Regions from separate parts of the Sus scrofa genome. Here regions 1 and 3 are each linked to region 2. A link is a contact called in public Hi-C and HiChIP or PLAC-seq data. All regions are on one chromosome and are shown on one strand. The core of a region is the stretch at or near the end of the contact, and the rest is flanking DNA. Distances in the headings are between cores, read along the strand shown. Region 1 holds the start of KCNK13 (potassium two pore domain channel subfamily K member 13). Region 2 holds the start of PSMC1 (proteasome 26S subunit, ATPase 1). Region 3 overlaps TDP1 (tyrosyl-DNA phosphodiesterase 1).

Region 1 (4,381 bases), core at 1,241-3,740, 160 kb after region 2:
TGTACTTTTTAAAGAACATTCATTCATATGAGCTCAATATCCCTCATAAGAACCTGCAAGAACAGCAGAAGTGGGAAGGAGACAGGATCAATATTTACTCTACAGCTGTGATGTGCCATATACCAAGGTGGGCACTTGCGGATTACACATCTCAGAAGAGAAGGACGGGGCTCAGAACGTTAAGAAACTGGCCCAGGTTATATGCAGGGTCAGTAGCTCCAATTCCAGACTCTCAGTCCAGGTTTCCTTCCATCCCGATGATGACTAGGCGGCATTATTCCATTTGTGCCCCCGGATGCCTGTGAGCTCACATGCCCAGCCGTCCATGACATCTGCAGTTCCTCTGGCACTGACGTTCAGCAGTCTATACACACACTCTGCTCCTTCCTACCTCCATGTCCATGGGAAGTACAAAGAGGTGGCTTTGGTGGCAGTGGGGAGGATTTAATTCCCCCATCTCCCACCGAAGTCACTCCGAAATGAATAATCTAAATCAAAACCCTTACTAGCTATGCAAACATAGCAGATCAAGGGAAGTTCGACAGCAACTCTTCTCAATCAGTTCGTTCACCCCAAGTCCTCCTTTCATAGGAGGAACTGTCTTGGGAGGACGTAAGTGATTGCACTAAGAGAGTCCAGCGGAGAATGTGGGCTGGGGAAGAAAACCATGGAAGGGGGTATGACTCCATCTCCACCCCCAGCAGGGACCCAATATTCTGGTCATCAGGGGGAACGCTATGAGTTTTTCTTACCAGATACCCAGTTACCGTGGTGTCATAGTGGCCAGCAGATGGGCAGGGCCACGTGGGATGAGATGTGGTGGGGGTAGCAAGCTGGGTGGTTTAGCACAAAGCACTTCAGATACAGTCCGTGCGTCCATAATCATGCCAATGCCCGCGTCCTTGCCTCCTCCTCACCAGCTGAAGCCACCGCTTCTACACTACCCCCGGGAAGTCTTTGACTAATCAGGCCGGAGGCTGATCTCTGTTATACTCTGTTGCTCCTTCTCCTGGCAGAACGTCTACCTAAGACGACCTTGCGTGGGAGCTTCAAGGAAGTTTGCCTTGTCACCCGCCTCACTGACAAGCTCTCCTGGCAGCACAGGGGCCACTGTTGCAGAGCACCTGCACGGCACCCCCCAGCCTGGCTGCGACTCTGGCTCCAGCTCTCTGCTTTCTTTCTCTGAATTTCTGCAGCATCTTCTCCAACCCCCTTCTCATCTTGATTACACTGAAAGGGTGAACAATCTTTGGAGTCGGCGCAAAGACTCCCAACCTTTTTCCTTCTGCTGTGAATGAAGGCATGACTGACAGTAGCCATGCCCCATTCTTGCTCAAAAACTCTCAATGGCTCCCAACTGCCTCTAGATAATTTCTAGGTCCTTAGTCTGTCGGTAAAGTTCCCCCCATCCATCCCATTAGCCAGATGACTTCTCTAGCTTACCTCTCACTATTCCATTCAGATCAGGGAGCTCAATGGGCCCTGAAATCCATCCCCCTCCCCCTGCCCCCCAGGGTTAAGCACTCTTCATCTCCAGACCTCAATCAGACCAACACTAACTGGTTCAGCCCATAGGTCTCCTCTTCCTGGTAGCAAAGTTTTCATCCTTGTTACAGCTTTTGCCTCCTTACTTCCAATCTCATGTTCATCTGATTTTCTCAGAGTTTGAAGTCAGGGCCCGTCTTTTAAAAATCTGTATCTCCTCTTCAGACCAGTGCCTTACGCCTGGTTCCCGTCTCAAGTTAAGCTTTCTCCCTGATGTTCCTAGAACTCAAACTGTCTCCTTAACTAGATGGAAAATCTCCCAGGGCAGAGTGTCTCCAATTTAAGGATCATTCACAGCCCCTGGGGATTTTGTTAATGGTCAGATTGAGCCGCCGACCCAGGTGGTCTGGGGAGGGGCTGAGACTCTGCATTTATAACAAGCTCCCAAGTGATGCTAATGTAGCTGGTCCTTGGACCTCACTTAGCAAAGCAAGGAGGCCGTCACACCTGTTGATCAGGCAACAGCTCACATCTGTGCCGCCCGGCTGAGCGTGGATGTGGGGGAATGCAGGGTTGGGAAGCGCGGTTCTGCCCTTCGAAGCGCCCAGCTAGGAAAACGCTAACGAGTCCGGCCGCCCCTCTATCCTCCCCCGGAGGCCACTTACCTATGGTGGACACGACGGTGCCCACGAAGTAGAAGGCGCCGGTGAAGTCCCAACGCTGCCGAACGTTGTCCACGCGGATGCCGGCCTCGGTGGCCTCCTCGTAGTGGCGAAGGAAGCCGCGCAGCTCGTCGCGGCTCAGGTTGTGGCGGCGGCTGAAGTTGGCCAGGCGCTCCTCCCAGCGCTGCTTGGCCTGGCGTTCGTGCGCCAGCTCCAGCGCCGAGAAGACGGCGGCGCCACCCAGCAGGTAGAGCACGATGAGCGCCGCGAGCAGCAGGAAGCGCGCGTTGTCCTCGTTCAGGTGGCCCAGGCCGCAGCTGCAACCGCAACTCCGGCCGGCCATGGCCGGACCCCCGGGGGCAGCCCCGTGCCGGGCGGCCGTGGCCTCGGGCTGACGGTCGCCCAGGCCCCCCCTCCCCCCGGGTGGCGGGGGCTCGGCCGGCGCTCAGCCCGCCTCTGGCCGCCCGACGGCCGGCTCGTCCATGACCGCTGGGCGCTTCTCCAGGCCACGCGGCTCCCGAGGCCGCCGCGTTGACCGCTCCCGCAGCGCCAGCTCCCCACGTCCGCTTTGACTCCTGGTTTCAAATCCGCTTTTTCGCCGCCGTCCCCGCCCCCTAGGAATTCTAAATGCTGAAAGGCTGAGGGACCCGGCGAAGACTCCGCTTCTGCTTGGCACGAGGAGGCGGCCCCTGTTTCCCGCTGCGGCAGTGCCCGGCTCAGAATGGGGAGGGGGCGTGGCGCATCTTCAGAGCAAACTCCGGCGGACTTGACCTTCTCCCGCTACCAAGGTGTGGGGCCCTCGGAGGCTGAGGGGTGAGCGGACAGCCACGGTCTCTGTCTCCTTGACCATTGCTTTTCAAGCCGCCGACGGCTAGGACGCCAGGTCTCAGTCGGCTGGTGTTGGAGGCCCCTCTCTAGATGGATCCGCAGTGCTGTGTCCCAGTCTCGGCGTCGCGCGGAGCCTCAGGACTCCTGGGTCCCCGTCCTGGCTGCCGGAGCCGGTCCCCGGTGGGCGCACGGACAGAAGGATGGTGCCGAGCGCCTCTCACCGGTTCCGACCTCCCGCCCGGCCCCCACGCTGCGCCGCATCCGGCAGGCTGATGCACTGGAGGAGGAGACCAGAAAAGGAGATTGGAATGAGGGGCCTCTCCCCCGGGTAGCCTCCCTGGCCTTGCCCGGACCAGCACCCCTTGGCCTCAGAGTCTGGGCGAGGGCGTCTTCCGCCCCCACGTGTCGCCTCTGCTGACTCGAAGCGCGAGCTGCTAGCCAGCCCTAGTTCCCGAGAGGCCAAGGACCGGGGGCCGCAGGCGGTAGCGGCCGGGAGATCACGACCCCGGGGGGGTCCATCTCTTGCACCCAGGCTTGGCTGCCTCAGTGGGCTCCAGAGATCTTGCGCCAGCAGGGCTCAGCGCAGGGTGCTTTCCCCCACCCCTTGCAGACCAGCCACCGGCTTCCTAGCAAACCGCCGGGGGCGCCTGCAAGAGACCGAGCCTTTCAGTGGGCGCTGGCGCCGCGCTCGGGTCTCACCTCCCGGGGAGTGCCCCCTCGGCGCCGCTCTGTCAGGACTGTGCTTCAGGTCCTCTCCTCGCAGCAGTTCTGCCCTGCAGAGCGAGGCGGGGAGCAGAGGTCCTCGCCGGGCTCTGCCTCGCCTGGTCCGCGCGCTCCGGCGCTGCAACAGGTGGAGCCGAGGCAGCGGCGGTGGCGACTCTACCCGGCCTCTCGCCTCCCCGCCGCGCGGGGCGGCTCCCAGCACTAGTCTCCGCCTACTGATGCCGGCTCTCGGCTGGGCCACCGGGGGCTGCGGCGCTCCTATCTCAGCGCTGGACCGGCAGATTCCGGGAGTGGGTGCTGAAGTGGAGGGTCAGGTGCTTAGCGGGCCTGTGTGGGCCCCTCCAGGGCCAGAAGAGGGCGCTCTGTCCCCTTCAGACACGTCTCTACCCCACCTGCGCACCCGGCCACACACTGCCCCTCCGGAATTACCAGCCCCTGGCATGTGGGAGTGAATATGAATGCAGGAAGAATAGATGCGTGGGCATCTTGGAACTAAGTAGAATCCCCCCCCCCACTTCCCGAGAGAGAAATCCCAGCCTCAGAGCCCACCCACCTAATACTCCCCAGGAGCAGAGAATAAAGAAACACACACTTCCGGATTCCAATACATCTGCCATCAGAAGCCTTGTTGCTGCTAGTATTCCTCTCCCACTCCTCTCCCGTTATCCACCTCCGAAATGTCC
Region 2 (4,732 bases), core at 1,997-4,496:
ACTACCTCCCATCCCTGAAGCCTGGAGTGCTTGGGCAGGTTTTTCTTCGTAATCTGAAAAGCTGAATCACCTTAAGCTATCAAGAGTTTACTGTATTAAGAAGCTCGATGTGATTTCTGATATTAAAACAGTCCCTTCAGTTACAAGACAATGTTTTACACAGAGCAATGTCTCAGAAATGATGGCATTTAAAATTTTTTTTTTTTTTTAACAGCTACACTTGAGGCATATGGAAATTCCTGAGCCAGGGATTGAATCCAAGCCACAGCTGTGGCAACTCTGTATCCTTTAACCCACTGTTCTGGGCTGGGATTGAAACTGCACCTCTACAGTGACCTGAGCCACTGCAACTGGATTCTTAACCCACTGCACCACAGTGGGAAGTCCAGAAATGATGGCATCTTAAACAGTAATAGTAAACTTACTTGATTACAGAGGCCCTTTCAGTCCCCTCAAATCACTCCCTGTAGGCAGCTCTAAATCAATACACCGTCAGCCTCATTATGCAGACAAAACAACCCTATCATGGCTACCTTAAAGAATTAAAGTCAAATATATTTCCCCGCATGCAGAATTCTTAAAACGTTGTGCTTTATTTTGAAGAAGGTAATTAAGAGCGCTGAGAAATTTTGGGAAATAAAATTAGTTTTACTGCAATAAGCTGTCCTAAGAGTAGGCCTTTAACAATTATTTATACCCCTAGGAAAACGTGCTGTTGGCTGGAGCAACTAGTATTTGTGGTGTACTTACTATGTGCCTAAGTCTCTACTAGACATTTTCCTTCACTATCACATTAATTCCAGACAATTCTTCAAGGTAGGGTTCATTATTCCTACCTTCTAGATGAGGAACCTCAACAAGCCGAAGAACACGAGCTATGGAGTTAGATCCAGGTATCAATTCTGACTCCATTACTAACTAAGAGGCTCTGTGACCTCAGGTTAGTCAGGTCACCTCCCTGGGTCTTAGTGTCCTTAACTGGAAAGTGGGGATAATATTACCTTCTATCTGTGGTAATATTATCTGTTGCTGCAAATTAGGTAGCGCGCATACAACACTTCACATTTGTGTGATTCACAGTACCTACTAACCAATATAATATGGTTGGTGAATAAGAGATGTTAGGGTCAGGACTTCGGTTAGAAAAACTGGCTCTGAAACAAATCCATTCTGCTTCGGTTCTTCGCTCTCCTCTATCCCCATCTAGGTCATTATATCTTATCTGGGCTCTGGTCTCCCAACAGATTTTCAGGTCTAGTTTCTTCCCTCACCAGTCCAGCTACCACCTTCTAAAACAAAGAGCCAATCCTATAAATCTCAAGAACCTTCAATTGCTCCCTAGCATTTACAGTGTAATGTCCAAACTCTTAAGCTTGGTATGCCTGGCTCTGGTCAAACTGGCTACAACTAACCTTTCCCAGGTTCATCTATCTTTCCTATGATCCCCCAAGTCTGGCCCCACCAGAGGATGTCTTCCTGAGCGGGTCCCAAAATTCTTTATGTCTAGGGCATTGTACATGTTTCTCAGCCTCAAATAATAACAAGCAGGCACTATATGCAGTGCGCTAAACAGACTGTTTTATCCTTACAGACGCTATGAAGTCAATACTATCATTACCCCTTGTTTACAGATAAGGAAACTAAGGCTCAGAGAGGTTAAGTGACTTGCCTACTGTTACAAAGCTGATCAGAGAGGTAGCCAGGAATCACACCCAAGCCCACCAGACACCAATACCTGTGTTTTTCTTTCTTCTTTTTTTCCCCCCCAGTCTTTTTAGGGCCACACTTGCAGCTTATGTAAGTTCCCAGGCTAGGGGTTGAATCGGAGCTGTAGCTACCGGCCACAGCCACACTCGATCCAAGCCACATCTGTGACCTATACCACAGTTCACAGCAACACCGCATCCTCAACCCACCAAGTGAGGCCAGGGATAGAACCCGCGTCCTCCTAGATAAAGTGGGGTTTTCTACTGCTGAGCCACGACGGGAACTCCAATATCTGTGCTTTTCTACTGCATGGATATTCAGTACATCACAGCAAAGACCTACAGGGTTTGTGTTCTAGGATGGCTTCCTACTCAAAGTTTCCTCCATGGTAAACTGAGGACAATAATAACAATTACCTTAAGGGACTGTTGAGAAGAATAATGAGCAAATGCTGGAAAAGTACCTGCCACGTAATTATCATACTTAGAATATTGTTACCTCCCCAAATCCTTCTAAGACCTACAAGACTATGTGGTCAGGACTTCTTACTGTTGACCATACAGGCTAAACATATTCCCATCTCAGTCAGGCCCTTTGCACTCGCTGTTCCTTCTGCCTGGATCAGTTCCCCTCAGATATCTGCATAGGCTACTCCCTCATTTTATTTAGATCTCCGCTCAAATCTCACATCCTCACTGGGACTCGCTGATACCCCATGGAAAACAGCCAGCTCTCCCCATTCTACCCCTTCTACATAACAGCCACAAGCAACGACCGCCCATCTGGCTCTATCCCGCCCCCACATCCTATCACACATTTATTCCTCTATTTTTTGTCTGCCTTCTCTAGAATGCAAGCTCCATGAGGCAGAGACTGGGTCAGTTATGCTCATTCCCTGTATCACCAGCATCAATTCGTGAACTAACAAAAATGCTAGCTGTTTTTATTATTACTAATGCACTAAGGGGCCTTTCCCGCCGAGCTCCACCTGTTAGAAAAGCGTCGTAAGGCCTCCCTCAAATGCCCCCACTCCGGGTTTCTCCCACGACTGCGCTCCCACTCTTCAGCTGACGCGAATCCCTCCTTCGCTCTAGTCGCACATCCCTCCACCCGGGCGGCTCCGAGAGCACTGGCCCCAATCACTTCAAGAGGCTCCCGCTGACACTACCCGTACTAGTCAGCAGAGCCCCAGCCCGTGGAGGGGCAAAGCCGCGGGACCCGACCCGACCCTCTCCGCCGCCCCTGTGGGCCGTCTGGCGGACACTCCGGGCGGAACCCCGGCCCCAGGACCCCGGGGAAAGGCCCGCTCGTTGGCCCCGGCCCGTGGTGGACCTGAACACTGCCTCCAGGAGCCTCAGCCCCCGCGGAGGCCGGACCGGCGGGCAGGGGAACGGGCTAACCGAGTGCCTCCACCAGCCGCCTAGTTCTCTCGCCTCGAGTCGCCCTGATCCTGTCACACCGCCACCACCAGTCGAAACCCTTAGTCACTCACCATCTTGCTTTGGCCGCTCGAGCCGCTGCTGCCGGAAGTGCACTGCCGGGGCGGGCCGTCAGGAGCGGAAGTTGAGAGGGACGCTACGGAAGCCCGATAGGAACCAAATCCCTTACGGACGAAGTCACACACTAAGGGCTAGTGCGGGCGGGTGGGGCAGTGATGTACTAACTTGTGAGATGTGAGCCTTATGAATATTTAACTTGAAAAAGCTTTAAAATCGCAGTTATTAGGTTGTTGTTAACAACCTAAGACAATGACCTCAACTGTCAAGAAACTAAGACAATTGTGAAAATCTTTAAAATATGGCAAAAATCAAACTGAGAAAAACTTTACTGCTTCAAGAACTGGAATGGCATTTGAAACCGCGAAGCTGACATACACTTTTGCACCAACATTTAAGTTCTAATTTGGTCTCTGGAATTAAGCTGCTCGTCTGAGAGTACTTCTTGGTCTCAGGAATCATCTGTGTGTCTATTTTCTGATGAATTCTAACTTGCGATGGTGCTAAATCTTGTCTCAAAAGTCCTTATCTTGCGCCCAGTTTGTAAAGTTCATTGTTTGTTACGTCCATCAAGACATCAGAAAGATGGCAAGCATTCTTTCAACCTTTGGAAACTGCCCTAACAGGTGCTCAAGATTCTGCATCTTGCTGAACTGAAGAGATGGATACCACGCACACACACACCCAGATTAATTCAGGCATTTTAATTTTGAAGCACTAAAAATATTTCCCTAATGCACAGCAGGAAATTAGTCTGTTTCCTCCTCATTAAGATATTGTAATAGAAAGTCTTGACACTGTCAGTCTCCACTAACAATTCTGGCATCTATATGATACATGAAATGATAGACTAGGTTAGGGGGCGGGGCCACTCTCCCTTTATGGATGTTGAAAGCGATTTCTGAGTTGAACAAAATGTCTAGGCAATCTGTGTGAAAGGTGAAGAGGTGCAGTGTCCCTGAAATGGCGTCACATTCAAAGAACATAGGCTAACAGTCAAGGCTTAAGAAGTTATTCGGCTAGATATTCGCCAAGAAGGACTTCTTAAGGCATAGCAAACTCATCCCCCTCTTTTCTCCCCAGCACTGACCCTCTCAATAGTCTCCATCCAGCTGACAGCCATCAGTGTATGGAAGAAATCAGCCTGTTGGAATGCCTCTTCACAAGATACTAATTTTTGATTTAAAAAAGAAGAGCAATTAAATAGGCAATCAACCCATTGGTTAAGAGTGTTGGCCTCCGCTTCAGGTCTCCTTTCTGGCCTCAGAGCTGTGTGGTCTTAGTAAGCTATTTAACCCCCTTTGTGCCTCAGATTTGCCATCTGTGAAATAGAGACCTTAACAGTTCCTCCCTCTTGGAGTCCTTGTTTGAGGACTAAAGTACTTAGAATTCTAAGCATAGGATACAATTATCAGTAGCATTATTTTTAATACACAGATTGCTTCTGGCTTCCCCATTCTGTGCATGTATCAGATGGTCACATATCCCTCAGAAAATTTATAATCTATTGGTGCAGGAAACTTCAAACA
Region 3 (4,501 bases), core at 482-2,981, 230 kb after region 2:
CTCTGGCATAGGCCAGCAGCTACCGCTCCGATTCGACCCCCAGCCTGGGAACCTCCATATGCCGAGGGTGTGGTCCTAAAAGGACAAATGACAAAAATAAATAAATAAATAAATAAAAAATAAGAACCTCACAGAGAATTTAAGACCAAGAAAGACCTGGCCTCTGCAGCCTCAGTTCCCCCACATTCCCTCATTCACTCACCCACATGCCCTATTCCCCCTCTTACCTCCTTACCTCTGCACTGCTTTTAAAGACTTGACGGCAACAGTTAAGAGTTCCACCCCTGGAGTTCCCTTCGTGGTTCAGTGGTTAACAATTCCAGCTAGCATCCATAAGGATGCGGGTTTGATCTCTGGCCTTGCTTAGTGGGTTGGGGATCCAGCTGCTGTGAGCTGCGGTATAGATCGTAGCTGTGGTGTAGGCCGGTGGCTGCAGCTCAGGTTGGACCCCTGGCCTGGGGACTTCCATAGGCAGCAGGTGCCGCCCTGGTTAAAAAAAAAAAAAAAAGTTCCACTCCTAATTGCTATAGTATACCCACACCACCAGCAGTAACCTCTGTAAGATTTTGCCAATGCCTGCATCAATGTAGCTCTTTAGGCAAATGGAAAATAAAAGTTTCCTATACTAAAAAAAAGTATGTGAAAATGTTTTCAATAAAGAAACTCATCTTGGAGTGTCCGCTGTGGCTCGTGGGTTAAGAACCTGACTAGTATCCATGAGGATGTGGGTCTGATCCCTGGCCCCACCCATGGGTTAAGGACCCGACGTTGCTGTGAGTGGCACAGGTCACAGATGCAGCTCAAATCCTGCATTGCTATGACTGTGGTGTAGGCTGGCAGCTGCAGCTCTGATTCGACTCCTAACCTGGGGACTTCCATATGCTGCAGGAGTGGTATTAAAAAAACAAAAACAGGAGTTCCCTTTGTGGCTCAGTGGTTAACGAATCCGACTAGGAACCATGAGGTTGTGGGTTCGATCCCTGGCCTTGCTCAGTGGGTTAAGGATCTGGCGTTGACATGAGCTATGGTATAGGTTGCAGATGTGGCTTGGATCCAGCATTGCTGTGGCTGTGGTGTAGGCTGGCAGCTGTGGCTCCAGTTTGACCCCTAGCCTGGGAACCTCCATATGCCACGGGAGTGGCCTAGAAATGGCAAAAAGACAAAAAAAAAAAAAAAAAAAAAAAAGAGAAAAAAACTCGTTCTCATGAGGTACATGTATAGCAACTTGAGATACTTTCATATTTTATATATATGTATATATATGTGAGTACCAGCACACACACACACACTCCATATCTTGTGTCTGGAATGAGTAGAGACCACATTTAGTGGTATAGACCACACTAACACTAACCGCAGACTTTCAAATAATTCAGTTAAAAAAACTTTAAAGACATCATTCATTTCATCGATTCTCTGTCAATATACTTTGCCAATATTTCTATATCATAGTCGCAAATGGCAAACAACCATATCCAAACCCAGTCCATCTATGAACTGCTCCGTGGTAGATTCTAAAAGAGTGTGGCTTCAAACCCCTTGTGCTGATCCTTCAATTGCAAAACCAGGTTAACAGCCCTGCTGTGTGCCCATGAGGTGAGGAACAGGGTCCAGCATCCAGCTGTGCTCAGCAAGTCTGAGCTATGCCGCCTTTTCCCCTTTGTGGCTAATTCCGCCGCTGTTGTACTCAGCAAGCCAAGAAAGAAACTGCCCAATTCCTCTTTCTCCTGGCGGCCCTCAAAGGAAACTGGCGAGAGGCAGGCCCTCAAAGCAGGAAGCGCCCGGAACCATGTGGATCCTGGCTGTGTGTCTTCGAGCTCTGTTTCTAGAAGGGTGGCAGGTCACACCTTTCCCTCTCACCTCGAGGAGACCCCCTGCAGGAAGGGGAACACGTGGGACCTGGGTCTGTGGCTACCTCGCTGCGTCATTTGGAGCCAGCTCCATGACCTCTCTGGGTCTCCCTCTGCCGCCGTGTGTGTAACATGACTGCATCGGGCCAGATAGACGGGTTAAGGTCTCTCTATCAATAGTGACTTGGAACCCAAGGTGAGTGGGGCTCCCCCTGGATAAGAGGGGTTCAGGATGAGAAACATGAAAGACAACACCCTTCTAAACCAGGATCCTGAGATGTGGGGCTTTTTTAACACTTCACAAAAGAAGAGAGTTCCCTGGTGGTCGAATGGGTTAAGGATCTGGCATGGTCACTGCTGTGGCTTGAGTTTGATCCCCGGCCTAGGAACTTCTGCATGCCATGGGCGCAGCCAAAAAAAGCTGAAAACCAAAAACTAACCAAACAAAAATAAGATGAAAAATTATCTTAGGCCAAATAGTTTGAAAAGTGAGAAAAGGGAGTTCCTGTCGTGGCTCAGTGGTAACGGAACCTGATTAGCATCCGTGAGGATGGAGGTTCGATCTCTGGCCCTGATCAGTGGGTTAAAGGTCTGGTGTTGCTGCGAACCATGGGGTAGGTTGCTGATGCGGCTCAGATCTGGCATTGCTGTGGCTGTGGTGTAGGCCGGCAGCTGCAGCTCCGATTCGACCCCTGGCCTGGAAACTTCCATGTGCTGCAAGTGTGGCCCTAAAAAGCAAAAAAAAAAAAAAAAGTGAGAAATTAATAGGTAGCTCAGAAGCAGTGAAAAGTATGACTGGAACACTTGCAGAGCAGAAGTCCTATCAGCAGAGCCATAACAGGCCGACTATGAAATAAGATGACACAAAAGAACTGCTTTTAAATGTTTTTCAAAAATTACAACCCACAACAGGAACCTGAGAATTATCAGAGAGAGGCGAATCTGGGCTAACGGTGAGATAACAGTACCCCTGACACCGGGTGGCTGGTGGAGGGATGCCGGAGGGAGTTTCAACTCCTGGTACTTGGGAGTTCTGAAGCTACTACCTAGTCAATATGTTTTTTAAAGATTTAAATTAAAAGAAAAAAAGTCTAAATAAAGGGAAAAATGAACACCCCAGCCCTTTACCCTTAATCCCTTCCTCAGAGCCACCACTGGAGAAGCCTAAGGAAGCAAAGCTGCCTGTAAACGCAGCTCTGCAAAGAGCCAAGCCAGCCCCTGCAGCTGCGCCAATTACTCATCCCCCCACAACAAGCTCTAGTAATCTCAGTTCCTTTTGAGATGGGGATGCCTATGAGTCACGAGTCCCCAAACCCAGTCAGCAGCTTAGAAGCTGCAGGGGCGGCAAAGGCCTCCTTCGCTGGAAGTGTGGTGGCTCAAGAGCCCTGTGGCTGAGGCTTGTGGAGACGGTGACCCCATGACCCTGGACACGTCAGAAGGACCCTGCATTCAGGGAAGTGTTTCTTCAGTGGGACACCTGGACACGAGAACATGCGTGTAGGAAAACTGTGAGGCCGTGAGGACCGGGGCTGGAGCCACCTGTTACAGAGGGAAGGGGGACGGAGAGGGGACGAGCGCCGTGTGGCTCAGCGAAGGGTCTGTCCTCAGACTCAGAAGGGCTGTATGAAGGGAGAGCGAACCCTCGGGCGGCAAGGCCCACTCAGTCCAAGCAGGGCCCGAGGATGGGGGCTGGGAGGCTGTCTCAGCGCCGCCTGAGCTCAAAGGCCTGAATTACAGGTTCCAGCCCAAGCTGGGCAATGATGTGGAAAAGGGGAGGCAGTGGAGACTATCGAACCCTGAAAGGCCAAGCTTCTTCCTACGCAGGAAGCCAGAGACGTGCAGAGTGGCTTAAATGAGGAGGGGGGACCAAAAAGGGAAATTTAAGTTAGGGCCTACCAGGAGGGAAAACAACAGGTGAAACCCATTCGAACACATCCTTAGAAATAAAAAGTTTCATGCACTTGCAGAATAGACTTGTTGTTGCCAAGGGGGAGGGGGAGGGAGTGGGGTGGGTGGGGAGCTTGGGGTTAAGAGATACAAACTATTGCCTTGGGAATGGATTCGCAAGGAGATCCTGCTGTAAAGCACTCGGAACTGTGTCTGGTCCCTTATGATGGAGCACGATCATATGCGAAAAGAGAATGTGTACATGTACGTGTAACTGGGTCACCATGCTGTACAGTAGAAAAAAAAATTGTATTGGGGAAATAACTATTAAAAAATAATAATAAAAAATAAATAAATAAACACAAACTTTTCAAAAGAGATCACAGAGTTGCCCAGTGGCTCCAAAGGTTAAGGACGGAGTGTTGTCACTGCTGTGGTGTGGGTTTGATCCCTGGCCCTGGAACTTCCACAAGTCACAGGCACAGCAATGGTGCTTCCTCCCCCGCCCCCCAAAAAAAAGAGGGAGAAAAAAAGCTGGATCTAGCCTATGTGTGCCAAGGACAAAGGATTAGTAATAATAAAAGACAAGCATGAAAAACCTTCATATTGCTTTTGGAGATTCCCAACTACAACAGAGGCTCTAAAAAGACAGCAGTGGTTCTGGCGTAGGCCGGCAGCTACAGCTCCGATTCAACCCCTAGCCTGGGAACCTCCATATGCCACGGAAGCAGCCCAAGAAATGGCAAAAAGACAAAAAAAAAAAA

What was found. A called contact is a pair of places that touch in the nucleus more often than the background predicts. HiChIP or PLAC-seq counts read pairs in DNA pulled down with a chosen protein or histone mark.
Region 1: a Hi-C map of brain shows a contact between it and region 2, with 4 times the contacts expected there. The contact joins the promoter of KCNK13 here to the promoter of PSMC1 in region 2. A contact is called at or near these places in 6 of 47 Hi-C or Micro-C datasets (brain, embryonic fibroblasts, epiblast stem cells and 2 more) and 1 of 2 datasets of contacts at active chromatin or transcription factors (alveolar macrophages).
Region 3: a contact with region 2 is called in an H3K27ac HiChIP or PLAC-seq map of alveolar macrophages. The contact joins the enhancer-like site here to the promoter of PSMC1 in region 2. A contact is called at or near these places in 3 of 5 promoter capture datasets (fetal liver, fetal skeletal muscle and liver), 27 of 47 Hi-C or Micro-C datasets (adipocytes, adipose tissue, alveolar macrophages and 16 more) and 2 of 2 datasets of contacts at active chromatin or transcription factors (alveolar macrophages and skeletal muscle).

Annotation. Positions count from the first base shown.
Region 1 is chr7:111,865,854-111,870,234 of Sscrofa11.1, reverse strand. KCNK13 (potassium two pore domain channel subfamily K member 13) reads right to left here and starts at 2,490. Exons shown (of 2, transcript NM_001244596.1): 1 at 2,151-2,490. The coding sequence starts at 2,490.
Region 2 is chr7:112,026,418-112,031,149 of Sscrofa11.1, reverse strand. It overlaps PSMC1 (proteasome 26S subunit, ATPase 1), which reads right to left and starts at 3,246. Exons shown (of 11, transcript NM_001244151.1): 1 at 3,200-3,246. The coding sequence starts at 3,202.
Region 3 is chr7:111,796,936-111,801,436 of Sscrofa11.1, reverse strand. All of the region lies in intron 8 of TDP1 (tyrosyl-DNA phosphodiesterase 1), which reads right to left. Among named protein-coding and RNA genes, the nearest start is that of TDP1, 32 kb to the right of the region's middle. Within about 2 kb of position 1,731, at least 6 of the 83 cell types and tissues checked have an H3K27ac peak or open chromatin away from gene starts, as enhancers often do. A contact at or near this core is called in alveolar macrophages and retroperitoneal adipose tissue, where this site is marked.